2 separate regions of the Capsicum annuum genome follow, and region 2 is linked to region 1. The links are chromatin contacts, called in public Hi-C maps. All regions are on one chromosome and are shown on one strand. Each heading gives the region's core, a stretch centred on a gene start, on an enhancer-like site or on the middle of the called end of the contact. The rest is flanking DNA. Distances are from core to core; before and after follow the strand shown. Region 1 overlaps LOC107848135 (putative late blight resistance protein homolog R1B-23). Region 2 overlaps LOC107847743 (importin-9).

The links. A called contact is a pair of places that touch in the nucleus more often than the background predicts.
Region 2: a Hi-C map of leaf shows a contact between it and region 1, with 2.1 times the contacts expected there. The contact joins two enhancer-like sites. A contact is called at or near these places in 2 of 5 Hi-C or Micro-C datasets (leaf and placenta).

Annotation. Positions count from the first base shown.
Region 1 is chr11:5,535,887-5,541,411 of UCD10Xv1.1, reverse strand. It overlaps LOC107848135 (putative late blight resistance protein homolog R1B-23), which reads right to left. Exons shown (of 8, transcript XM_016692822.2): 2 at 4,618-5,525; 3 at 4,542-4,616; 4 at 2,712-4,540; 5 at 2,085-2,709; 6 at 2,024-2,083; 7 at 1,228-1,926; 8 at 200-1,226. The coding sequence ends at 773. Among protein-coding and RNA genes, the nearest start is that of LOC124888616, 3.3 kb to the left of the region's middle. Within about 2 kb of position 3,986, at least 1 of the 5 cell types and tissues checked has an H3K27ac peak or open chromatin away from gene starts, as enhancers often do. A contact at or near this core is called in leaf, where this site is marked.
Region 2 is chr11:5,708,362-5,713,970 of UCD10Xv1.1, reverse strand. LOC107847743 (importin-9) reads left to right here. Exons shown (of 33, transcript XM_016692199.2): 26 at 1-7; 27 at 181-293; 28 at 372-449; 29 at 789-854; 30 at 931-1,062; 31 at 1,158-1,214; 32 at 1,311-1,391; 33 at 1,461-1,789. The coding sequence ends at 1,511. Among protein-coding and RNA genes, the nearest start is that of LOC107847743, 36 kb to the left of the region's middle. Within about 2 kb of position 1,485, at least 2 of the 5 cell types and tissues checked have an H3K27ac peak or open chromatin away from gene starts, as enhancers often do. A contact at or near this core is called in leaf, where this site is marked.

The DNA of each region.
Region 1 (5,525 bases), core at 2,737-5,236:
TTCCAACGATTGTTAGTTTAGATTCATCCATCATATTACATTGTAGCTTAATATTAATCATAGGCATCTCATTCTGTGTTGTCTGCTTTGCAACTTAGACTCTCGCACTTTGCGATATTCACGGATGAACTTGCATATGTTGGAGATCCGGAAGTGCATGGCAGATATAACACTATCTTTTGGAGGTAGAGAGGCTATATTTGGAAGACATCCGGCTCAAGTAACATATATCAATGAAAGAAGACATAACAAATGATAAAGGAAGAATTACATGGCATTCAGGAAAAGGAACAGCAGTAACAAGTAACAGCAACAAAATAATCTGAACCAATGAACTAGTGGAAATGTACTCATCCTTATTGTGTCTCGTGGATGCCTGATGCTGATGTGGAACATAAACTTTGGAGGTCTCTAGCTGATCATTTTGTAAGTTGGAGTGTTCAACTGACGCAGTGAAGACTAGTTGAGAAGTCTAGATGTGCATACTCAAAGTCGGGAGTATTTACTTGCCAGCTGAGGCCAAGTTTGAGTGTTTGTTTATGTGTTATGCCATTCTTCCAGGTTTCCTTACCAGAAAATTTCTAAAGATACAGACGAAGGGTCAATCAATCACTCTGCAGACATAGTGCAGTACACATCAAAACTTTCACCAGTCTTAGCAGTAAGAACTTAACATTCAAGAGGTAACCAATAAGCATGTTCTGGTGTAAGCGAAAAACGAACGAGTGGAAATGTACTCAGATGACTATGGAAGGAACATACCATATAAGAGTCAAGTGAATGATCTTCTAGCCCAATCTGGAGGCTGTATCATAACTGTAAATGCATCATTTGCCATATCATCGTGTTGAGTTCTTAGAATTTCCTGACAAGACTTGGCGACATCCCAGCTGCACCAGTTTACTTCAATGCTTTGGAGACATACAGCGTCATCAAAATGAGAAGGAATTCTCTCAAGCAGCTTACATTTGGTTAAAACCAAACGTTCAAGCTTAGGAAAAGCATCATCAGATACAGACCACTGTGAAATATTGAGGTTGTCCAATTCTAAGTATTTGAGTTCACGGAGCTCTGAGTCTTTCACTTCCCATTTATCACCTTCAAATGTTCTTAGAAGTAACGTTAGAATCTCCAAGTTAGGCAATTCTGCAATGGTTGAAAGTTGGTTCCAAGGTAGACGAAACTTGGACAGAGTCAATTCCTTTAGTGTTACGGGGAAATTAAAGACGTGGAAGTTTAGCCGGATAGCTGTTGGAAACAAGCTTGAGGGACTCAAGGTGACTTAAAAACTCTAATCTGGGAAAAAGAACACACCGTCCCTTCACATTCTCTGAATAGCCTAATGCCCTTGAAAATATGCAACTCAACTTTCTCAAATTTGGCATCTTTCTCAATATTGTTTCAGCATCTTCACCAAAAGAGAGACGTGGAGTGGAAAAGATTTCCAGATTATCTAATTGAGAGTAAGCAAGAGGTTCACCCCGGTTCTCCAGACTAAATGACGCACGCTGCTTTACAAGTAGATGCCTCAAATTGACCATCGTCAGAATGGAAGACGGTAATATCACCTCTCCTCCCAATCCTCTTACCACAAACGTTTCAAGCTTCCAAAGCTTAGCTATAGATGAAGGAATTGAATTTGCTTCGGTTTGAGCAGAAAAGTACTTCAGATGAATTAGAGATTGGATCTCACTAGGAAAAGTACCACCAATGTTGAAAGATTCCAAGTCCAACACTTTAACAAGTTTGAAGATGTCAAAGATAAAAGAGATGTCAAGTGGCCATAACAAGTTATCTAGATCAATCATGTTGAATATTAAAGACCGGACATTTGAGCAAGATGGCTGCCAGAGATCAATCTGATCTTGGGAAGAATGAAGAAACAATCGATATTCCTCAGGCTTTTCAGGAAACATATCCTGTTCGTGAATCTGATCGAGCGAAAAGAAAAAATCACATGAATAATGAGAGTTAGGAACATAATGGAATAGAATAGAATAGAGTAGTTCTTAAGTTCTTATACCTATTGATCCGGAGAAGGAAATTCTCTTGTTTGGCCTTTTCCAAGCAGAATTGATGTAACGTCATGAGCACGGCACATTTTCACCTTGCCATTTGGTCTCTTCTTCATGCCCATTGCAAGATTTCGGCTAATAAGATCTTCCAGAAGATTTTGTGCAGCATCTTCTGATGCTTGTACAAATCCTTCACAGAGCCACAATCGTGTCAATTTGGAGACATGAATATCCTTGCCCTTCAAAAGTCCGCCAAAATAAAGAAAACAAGGCTTCAGATAGTGTGGTAAATTCCTATAACTGAATCCAATTATACGCATGCTCTCTCCCAGGCTACCCATATTTTGCGCATCTAGACGTTCTTCCACTTCTTTCCACCAATCCACTTGCTTCTTTTTCACTTTCAGAATACCAGCAACTAATACAATGAAGAGAGGCAACCCGCCACAACTTTTTGCTAACCTAAACCCCACGTCTCTAAGTTCAGATGGACAACTCTCTTCTTGAAACACCTCTTCATGCAATAATCTCCAACTCTCGCGATCTGTGAATAAACGAAGATGGTGGGGATTGCTTTCACTTTTAGCATAATTGGCAACATCGCTTAAATGGGTCGTTAGTATAATTCTGCTCCCATACCGAGCATCTTTAAAGCACATATGTAAACTGTCCCACACATTATAGTCCCACACATATCGATGAGAACTAAGAATCTCTTGGTTGATAAAAATCGACGCAGCTCATCAGCTATTTCACCATCTCCTTTTTCAGTGCGATCAGCAGGCTCAAGAACATCATTCAAAATGGTCAGAAGCAGTTCTCTCCATGAATACACTTGCGTCACATGACACTTAGCATGAACATCAAAGTGACCGGTAACGATCAGATCATTGTAAATCTTCTTAGCAAGAGTATTCTTACCGATTCCCGGCATTCCGACCAATGATATGACATCTAGCTGAGGTGATCCTCCAAGTAGCTGCTCTTTTATTGTGTCCATTGCCTCCTGGAAACCCTCAGTTTCTTCATTTGATATTGGAGTACTAGCTGATAAAGAGGATGCACGATAAGTTGTCTTTTTGACTTCGTGGGCTGTCGCATCTATTTTCTTTCTTTGACAAGTCTCACTAACAACTTTATTTTCAAGCTTAATATGCTCAAGAACTTCAGAAATCCAAAGAATTTTGTACCAGAGTGGATGAGAACAGGCCAAGCACGAGTCAATGACATACTCGGCCTTGTTCGCAATTTCAGTAACACTTGTTACAAGACCATAAACTTCATCATGCTCATCTAAGTTTTCTGCAAAATGATCTATCAATGATCTGAGACTCAATAAGCCCTCCTTGACTGATTCAATCCAATACTTTAAATTGATATCCGAAGCAAGATTAGAACGCAACAGCTCCTCCAATTTGCCCAAGAAACATTTGAGAAATCCTAATCCATCTGTCTTGGGGAAACTATAACCTAATGAATGTGTAACTTTAAGACAGATCATTTTGACCTCCGCTTCAATATGCTTGAGCAATTTCTCAACATCAGAGAGATACAACATGTAATACCAAGAGGGTCTATAACCCTTGACATTGAAGAAACAGACATAATTTACATCTTGAACGCATCTCACGAGGTCTTTGAGTTCTTGATGCATATTGCGATACTGTATAATATCTGCAAGAAAAGAGCCCAAATACTCTGATTTGTTTTCGACTACTAGGATCTGATTCTTCAGAAAAGAGATTGAACAGTCATCATAGTTGGGCAGCCTGTCCTGGCGGTTCAATAAGAAATTGTTAAGGCCTTCTCCATCTGTCATGTTGCACGGTGATGCATCCAGAAGTTGAATGAATACTTTTCTGAACTCAACCTTCAGAGACTCAATCTCTTGTAGAGGATCAGATAATGAAAGCCTCATTTGCTGAGTGCTGGAGCCGTCAACGAAACTTCCATAACAAAAACTACAGATTTGTCCTAACTTGTGGGCAGTCACTTCAGCGTGCATTAAGAGATCATGCAATTCGCTAAGCTCTGTGTGTTGCGTGAGAACATCCACCAGAAAAGCTTTAAGCAAAATAAGCTCTTTATGAACACATTCAATCACATCCATAATTTCAGCTTTCAACGTGGATTCCTGCTGTAGTAGAACCATTAAGTTTCCTTCAGACTTGATAAGCTCGAAAGAAATCATCAAAAACTGAAGAACAAGATTGACCTTCCTACTTTTGTTGCTATCCACAGGTTCCTCATAAATTAAACAGAGAGCAGATTCAGCATCAATTGCAAAAGTTCCAAATCTTGTCAATAAATCATTCTGAACTGGAGGATCAACAAGATATGTTACCAGGAGCAACAACCCATAGTAGTACTTTTTAACCTCATTTGCGACAGTAAACATCAAATAACTTTCATCCTTTAGTAGTATGTTGCCAAGAATATATTCATGAAACCCCATCAAAACCTCATCCATCTTGGGGCTAAGCGAAGATTGTGTCTTTGAGGATTTTAGCGTGCTGAAATAAGATAGGAAGAAAATTCAGAAGATTTATCGTAGGATGATCCAGTGTCGATGATGTTGAAATGTTGGGACATATCTGCCTAGGTTTCATGCTCCGTGTCTTCTTTCTTCATGTGACGAGAAACAAAATCAATGATAAAGCATGCTTGGTTATTCACAGATTGAATCAGTGTCAACAAATCAGCTATCTTAGTTTGCTCTTTGCATTGCTCCGTTGAATCCATTTGTAAAGTTCCCAAGAATATCAGCTGTTCTCGGACATCATCAATCAGATCTTTCAGAGGAGCTATTATGGTGGCTTCATTGTTTAGTAGCTGAATCAGACCGATTTCTACCTTGACACAATTAAAATTCAGCTGCCAAAGAAAATGCTTACGATCTATTTCCGTGGACCTCACATTCATTCTCTCATCATAGGAGGAGTAGATCACAATTGCTGCCTCAATGGCTATATCTTCCATGTGTGATTGATGAGAATTGAATTCTTCAAGTGGAGTGCGTTTGGATGCTATGTCGTGGAGAAATGTAGAAAGGTAAGGAAGTCCTTGTTTGAGCCATGGTATTCGATCATCAAAGGTAACTTTCCAGCTGGCATTATGGCCTAGCAGCTCCATCAGATCTTTGTTGATAGCATCAACAAAATTGGACATAGATTTGGCATCCATTATAGGTTCTGTTCCTGATGACTTTGAACCGATCAAGAGGCTCTGATAAATCGACCTCAATTCAGGCCTAAATGGACTTAACCTTTTCAGCAAATTATGGTACTCATCAGAAATACGCACACGTGTCTGGTGGTCATTCTCCTCCATCTTGCAGGCTGCCGCACAGAAACAAAGACGTATTGCAGTATAAGCTACATCCTCAGGGTGGGCCAAGAGATCCTTCATCCTCTCATGTTCAATGCATTGCTTTGCAGTTAATGTGAAGAAGACTTCTAGATATATTAGCTTGTCTTTAAGCACACACACCGGAAGGACATCATAACGCTT
Region 2 (5,609 bases), core at 236-2,735, 180 kb before region 1:
TTGCAAGGCAAGTTTACGGGCTTACTGGTCCTTTATTGGCATTATCAAGGAACTTGTAAATGCATCGTTTGAGCATATTATCGATCTTTTGCTCTATTTGCTTTGTCTCGGTTATGCGTCATGATTACATCTTGACACCTGCTTGTATATTTGCTCTACTAAAAACATGTTAATATTCAGGCGAAATTCAGGGGGCCTACCAGATCAAAGTTACCACTACCGCTTTGGCTTTACTTTTACTTACAAAGCACGTTGAATTGGGGAAACTGAATGTTCAAGGCTATATAATTCAGGTTGGTTTTGTTTTTGCTCAGTTCATTTAGAAGCAGAGTTCACCATAGACTCAAATCCATTTTCTGGTTATTTTGAAGTCTACTGCAGGGATAACTACACGCTCAAAAGCTAAAATAGCTCCAGATCAATGGACGTTGATGCCTCTTCCTGCAAAGGTATTGTTACTGTTATGGACAATTTCTGAGATTTACAGCTTAATGTGTATTTTTCTTTGTATGTTTATGCCCACTTCACATGAAGTACATGCCGAGTTCTCATCAGGCATGACACAACGTTTGTTGTATAGGACTTTTAATTCTTCAGTTGACATTGCTTGCTCACCCGTTAATGATAAATTCATGTATACCACATTCTACATTTTCATCTGTCTTTCAGCAATTGATTTATGGCGCGTACTTCTATCTTGGTGTGTTCTTAGGCAGATGTGTAATCTAACTTTGCTGAGTAGTAACTATTAGATCTTCTAACAGAACTTGTATTTATGGACTTGATAGATACTTGCTTTATTAGCGGACGCCTTGATCGAAATTCAAGAGCAAGTTGTAGTTGGCGGTGACGAGGTAATTCCAGTCCTTAAAGCACTGTATAAATACTAGCCCATAAGATCCTAAATCTTACACAAATTCCTTGTGCCAGGATAGTGATTGGGAGGAAGTTCAAGACGGAGACGTTGAGACAGACGAAGCTTTAATTTTATCAAGTAGTGCCATACCCCGTGGTAGACCATCTCATGATTACCTTGACGCGATGGCCAAGGCTTTCGACGAGGTTTATCAAACGCTGCTATTCTCTCTTTCTCATCTGTCACTCCATCAATTTCCTTCGAACTAATCACCTTTTAATCCTTAAATTCATTTTACTAGGACCAGGATGATGGTGATGATGATGACCTTCTTAGTGGTGCCGACCCCCTTAATGAGGTATTTGTGCATCCTGTGCTATACAACATACATCATATCTGAACGTTGTCGCTGCATTAGTATAAACTGACTTATCCAACACAACCGCGTCTTCAGATAAATCTGGTGAATTATCTAGTAGATTTTCTCAAGAAATTCTCCCACAGTGAAGGAACAATTTTCAGTCATCTTTCACAGGTTCAGCGCAAACTCTACGATATCATATTTTGAACGCGTTATTATAGTTTTAACAACCGATGTTTGCAGAGTTTGACGAAAGCTCAACATGATGCTATTCAAATGGTGCTAAAGCAATGACGATTCATTTGTTGTACAAAAAGGTGAGGACAATGTCCATTGTGAAAGTATCTGGTTTTGGCCTAAACTGAATTTCCCCCCTCAATTTGGTTCTTGGTGAGTGTCTGTGAGTTTGTTTGTAAAGCGAATTTTATAATTTTTGACTATTTTCTTTCGATTAAATCGCGTGTAATATAAGGTAAACAACTTATATTCGATTGAGGCATTTGTAAATTTATATGATGAGTCATTTTTCCATTGGAAATTTGATTATATTATGATTGATATTCATTTTTAAATTGTGATTCTAGGATTTAAAAATCTGCCGTTGCTGTTATCTTTCTTTTCAATCTTGCTTTTATTTCACTTCTTTTGAGTCGAGGATCATCAGAAACAATCTCTACCTATCACAAAAATTTGCACAACCAACTAATATCACAAAAACATTATAATCTTTGTGAAATATCCCCATATTCAATGTAACTAAATTCGTTTCTAAAGATGGAATGAAGTATAATTTTAATCACGTATAATGATAAAAAGAATATTTATAACACTAAGAAATTGATTAATTGATCAATTTGATCAGTTAGAAGGAGAGCGTTGGAGCAATTGGTATAGTTCATGCCATGTGATTAGCAAATTATGAGTTTAAGTTGTGGAAGCAGCTTCTGATAGAAATACAAACTTCTGATAGAAATACAAGGTAAGAAGTATGCATATAATAGATATTTTTGATTTGGTCTTTTTTTGGAATCTTGCGCATAGTAGAAGCTTTTATTCAAGTGGTTCTTCTTTGATGTTTATGAGGTCTAATTGTTAGCTTTTATAGTTTGAACTCTTTAAAAATGTTATATAAAATGAGGGGTTAACTCTTTTAAAGTAATGTATTTTTATAGGATTCAATACAAGTATGAAAATATTTTTAAGACTCGAGCGAGCAACATAGTTCTTGTACTTGTCATATTTCTGATGTTCGATATATAAAAAAAAAAATTATCTAAAAAGTATTTGTGGAGAATCTTAAAAAAATATTTTAAGAGTGGACGTGGAATAGGTAGGACGGAAAAGTGAACATGAAATGTCATTCATAAAACTAATTTAATTTATCTATTTTTTTTTAATTGAAAGCATTAATATGAGGATTTTGAGTATTGTCACATATACCAAATTGGAACTGTTAACATGAGGATGTTGAATCATGCCGTCGATCAATTCAGATCAAAATCGTTGTGAGGATTTGTCTTTTGGTCTACCAAACTGGAATCATTAATATGAGGATTTTGAGTCCTGTAGTCTAACAATCCAGTTTGAAACTGTTAACATGAGAATTTTCTATCCTTTTGTCTATAAGTCCAAATTGGAATTGTTTATTGTTAGAGAATTTTGAGTCATGTCGTCTACCAAATCAGAACCATTAATATGAGGATTTTGAGTCATGTGGTGTACTAACCTATAAGGAAAGTAAATGTTTTACTTTTAAGGAATTTATTTTGTTTGAAAGTAAATACTCCTTCCGTTTAAAAAAGAATGACTTACTTTGACTTGACACAAAATTTAAGAAAATAAAGAAACTTTTGAATCTTGTGGCTTTAAATTAAAGTTGTGTCAAATGTACCAAAATGTCCTTTAATCTTGTGGTCCTAAACATGCCATGTGGAAAGTTGAAATTGAAGTATTGTCAAAAAAAGGAAAGGGGTCATTCTTTTTTAAACGAACTAAAAAGGAAAGTAGGTCATTCTTTTTTAAATGGAGGGAGTAATTTTTAAATTATTTTGATCAATCAAATATAAAAATATAAACACACCCTTAAATTTCTAGCTGTTTCACGTATGAGTACTTGGGGACTGTCTTGATTGCATCATCGACCAGCTAGTGCTGTAGCAATTGATTAGTACTTTGGTACTCCTCGGTCTAAAAAATACTTTTCCATCTTCGTTTATTGAGAATCAATTTGACTATTTTTGATTAATTCAAAATTTTTAGATTAAAATTCAATAATTGAAAAGTGTATGGAAGGTATCATGAGTTAAATTTTTTCTTGTATCAATATCAACTTTGTTGTATGAAGTGGAGTGTTGACTTGTCAAGAAGTTTCACCCCCAAAAGATGAAGGTGGTGGAGATGAGAATGCTATGGTGGATGTGTGGGTGTACTAGAAAAGATAGGATTAGAAATGAGGTTATTCGAGATAAGGTAAGAGTGGCTTCAGTGGAAGCCAAGATGAGGGAAGCAAGGTTGAGTTGATTCAGACATGTGATGAAGAGGGACACGAATACCCCCGTGCGAAAGTGTGAGAGGTTGGCTGGGAATGGATTGAGGCGACATAGAGATAGAGCAAAGAAATAATGGAGGAAGGTGATTAGACATGACATGGAGCAGATTCAGCTTATCGAGGACGCGACACTGGATAGAAAGGTAACGGAAAGGCGGATTAGAGTAAAAGGATAGTAGGAACGAGTGCGTCAGTGGTAGTAGGTAGGAGGACTTTGTTATCGGTGTTAGTAGTTATAGTACTAGTATTATTTCAGAATGTTGTATCGTTTGTTGTATTACTTGGTGAGTCTTGTTTATGATATTATTGAGTGTGGTAATTTCTATTATATCTTGTACTTTTACTATTTCTTTTCTAGATAGTTTAAACGACATTTCTATCTCTGAGCTAGTGGTGTTCCCAACAAATAAATTGCAATCATAAATAAAAATATGAAGAAACATGTATTTTTATTAATAAACAATGTGTGTACAAATCTATTTTTCGAGAGCGGTCAGTAGCGTATTCAATCACAAATAGAAGTATGAAGAAATATATATTTTTTATTAATAAACAACGTGTGTACAAATCTGTTCCTTCCTTGATTTTCTCTCTTGATTTTCACCATAATTCGAGGGTCGTCAGTAGCGTATTTCTCAAACGTTCGAACGTAGGCATATTTGGATTTGATATGGATTTCTCCGTAATTCGAGGGTTGTTAGTGACATAGTTCTTGAGCGTAGGAATATTTGAGTTTGATCTCCATGAAAGTATTTGGGTTTGATCTCCATGAAAAGAGGTTTTAGAAGTTCTAATTTTAGTTTCAATACTACTCATCAACAATATGAAAGGTGGCTAACATAATTAAAGGGGTGTTAAATAGGTGGATTGACTTGAAATTGAATAGGTTAAGATAAACTAAAAACTGAAACGGGTCATGAATCACCCAATTTTGATCCGCTTAAGCTAAAAAAATATTTACTTACGATGTAAAAGGAAGAGACACCAATCTGAAAGAAAAGTCAAAAAAATAAGAGATTCGACCACGACCCAAGAATCGAGCCCTATCTGAAGCCCGACTACAATTCGACACTCGAATCCGACCCCGATCTGATATAGATCTTAATACTCAAGCTTGACTAGGGAACTTGAAACCCGATCCGGACTGGAAAACCAAACCTGTCTTTGAACCTAACCTTGATCAAAAACCCGATCGAGGCCAGTGGCGGAGCTACAAGTATGATAGGGGTTCATCCGAACCCTCTTCGACGGAAAATCTATAATCTATATTTATAATCTATAATATATTAAAATTGTGAAGACCTTAGAAAAGTGATTCAAACTTTTTTGTTCTTCATTAAAAGTCTTTGCTTTAGACAAAATCAACTTTTCACTTTTTTTCTTTAATTATTATATTATTATTTTATAATATTAAATATCAACTATAATAAATATAATAAAAACTTTTCCAAAAAAATTAGCTTGGGTTGACTTTTCTTTAAAGAACGTGATTTTGTTGGTTTTTACGCCACTTCTCAAAAAAGAAAAGGTAAAAAATTAGCCTAATACATATGGCAATATAAAAGCCATGTTGAAATATTAATAAAGCTCCTTTTTGTATGATTTCTCTATATCTATTAAAAGTCAAAACTAATTAGTTAGTGTCCCTTTTTATGTATAATTCCTCTATTTCTATTAAAACTACTCTAGTTTCAAATTTTCTTACTCGACTTCTTTGTTTCAATTTTGTCTCGCCTTTGCCTCTTCTTCCTTTTCAGTAAATAGCTATATCTCTTGATGATTGAATGAATTTAATTCAACTATATACATCTATTTTGTGCTTTACTTGTTAACCATGTTTGATT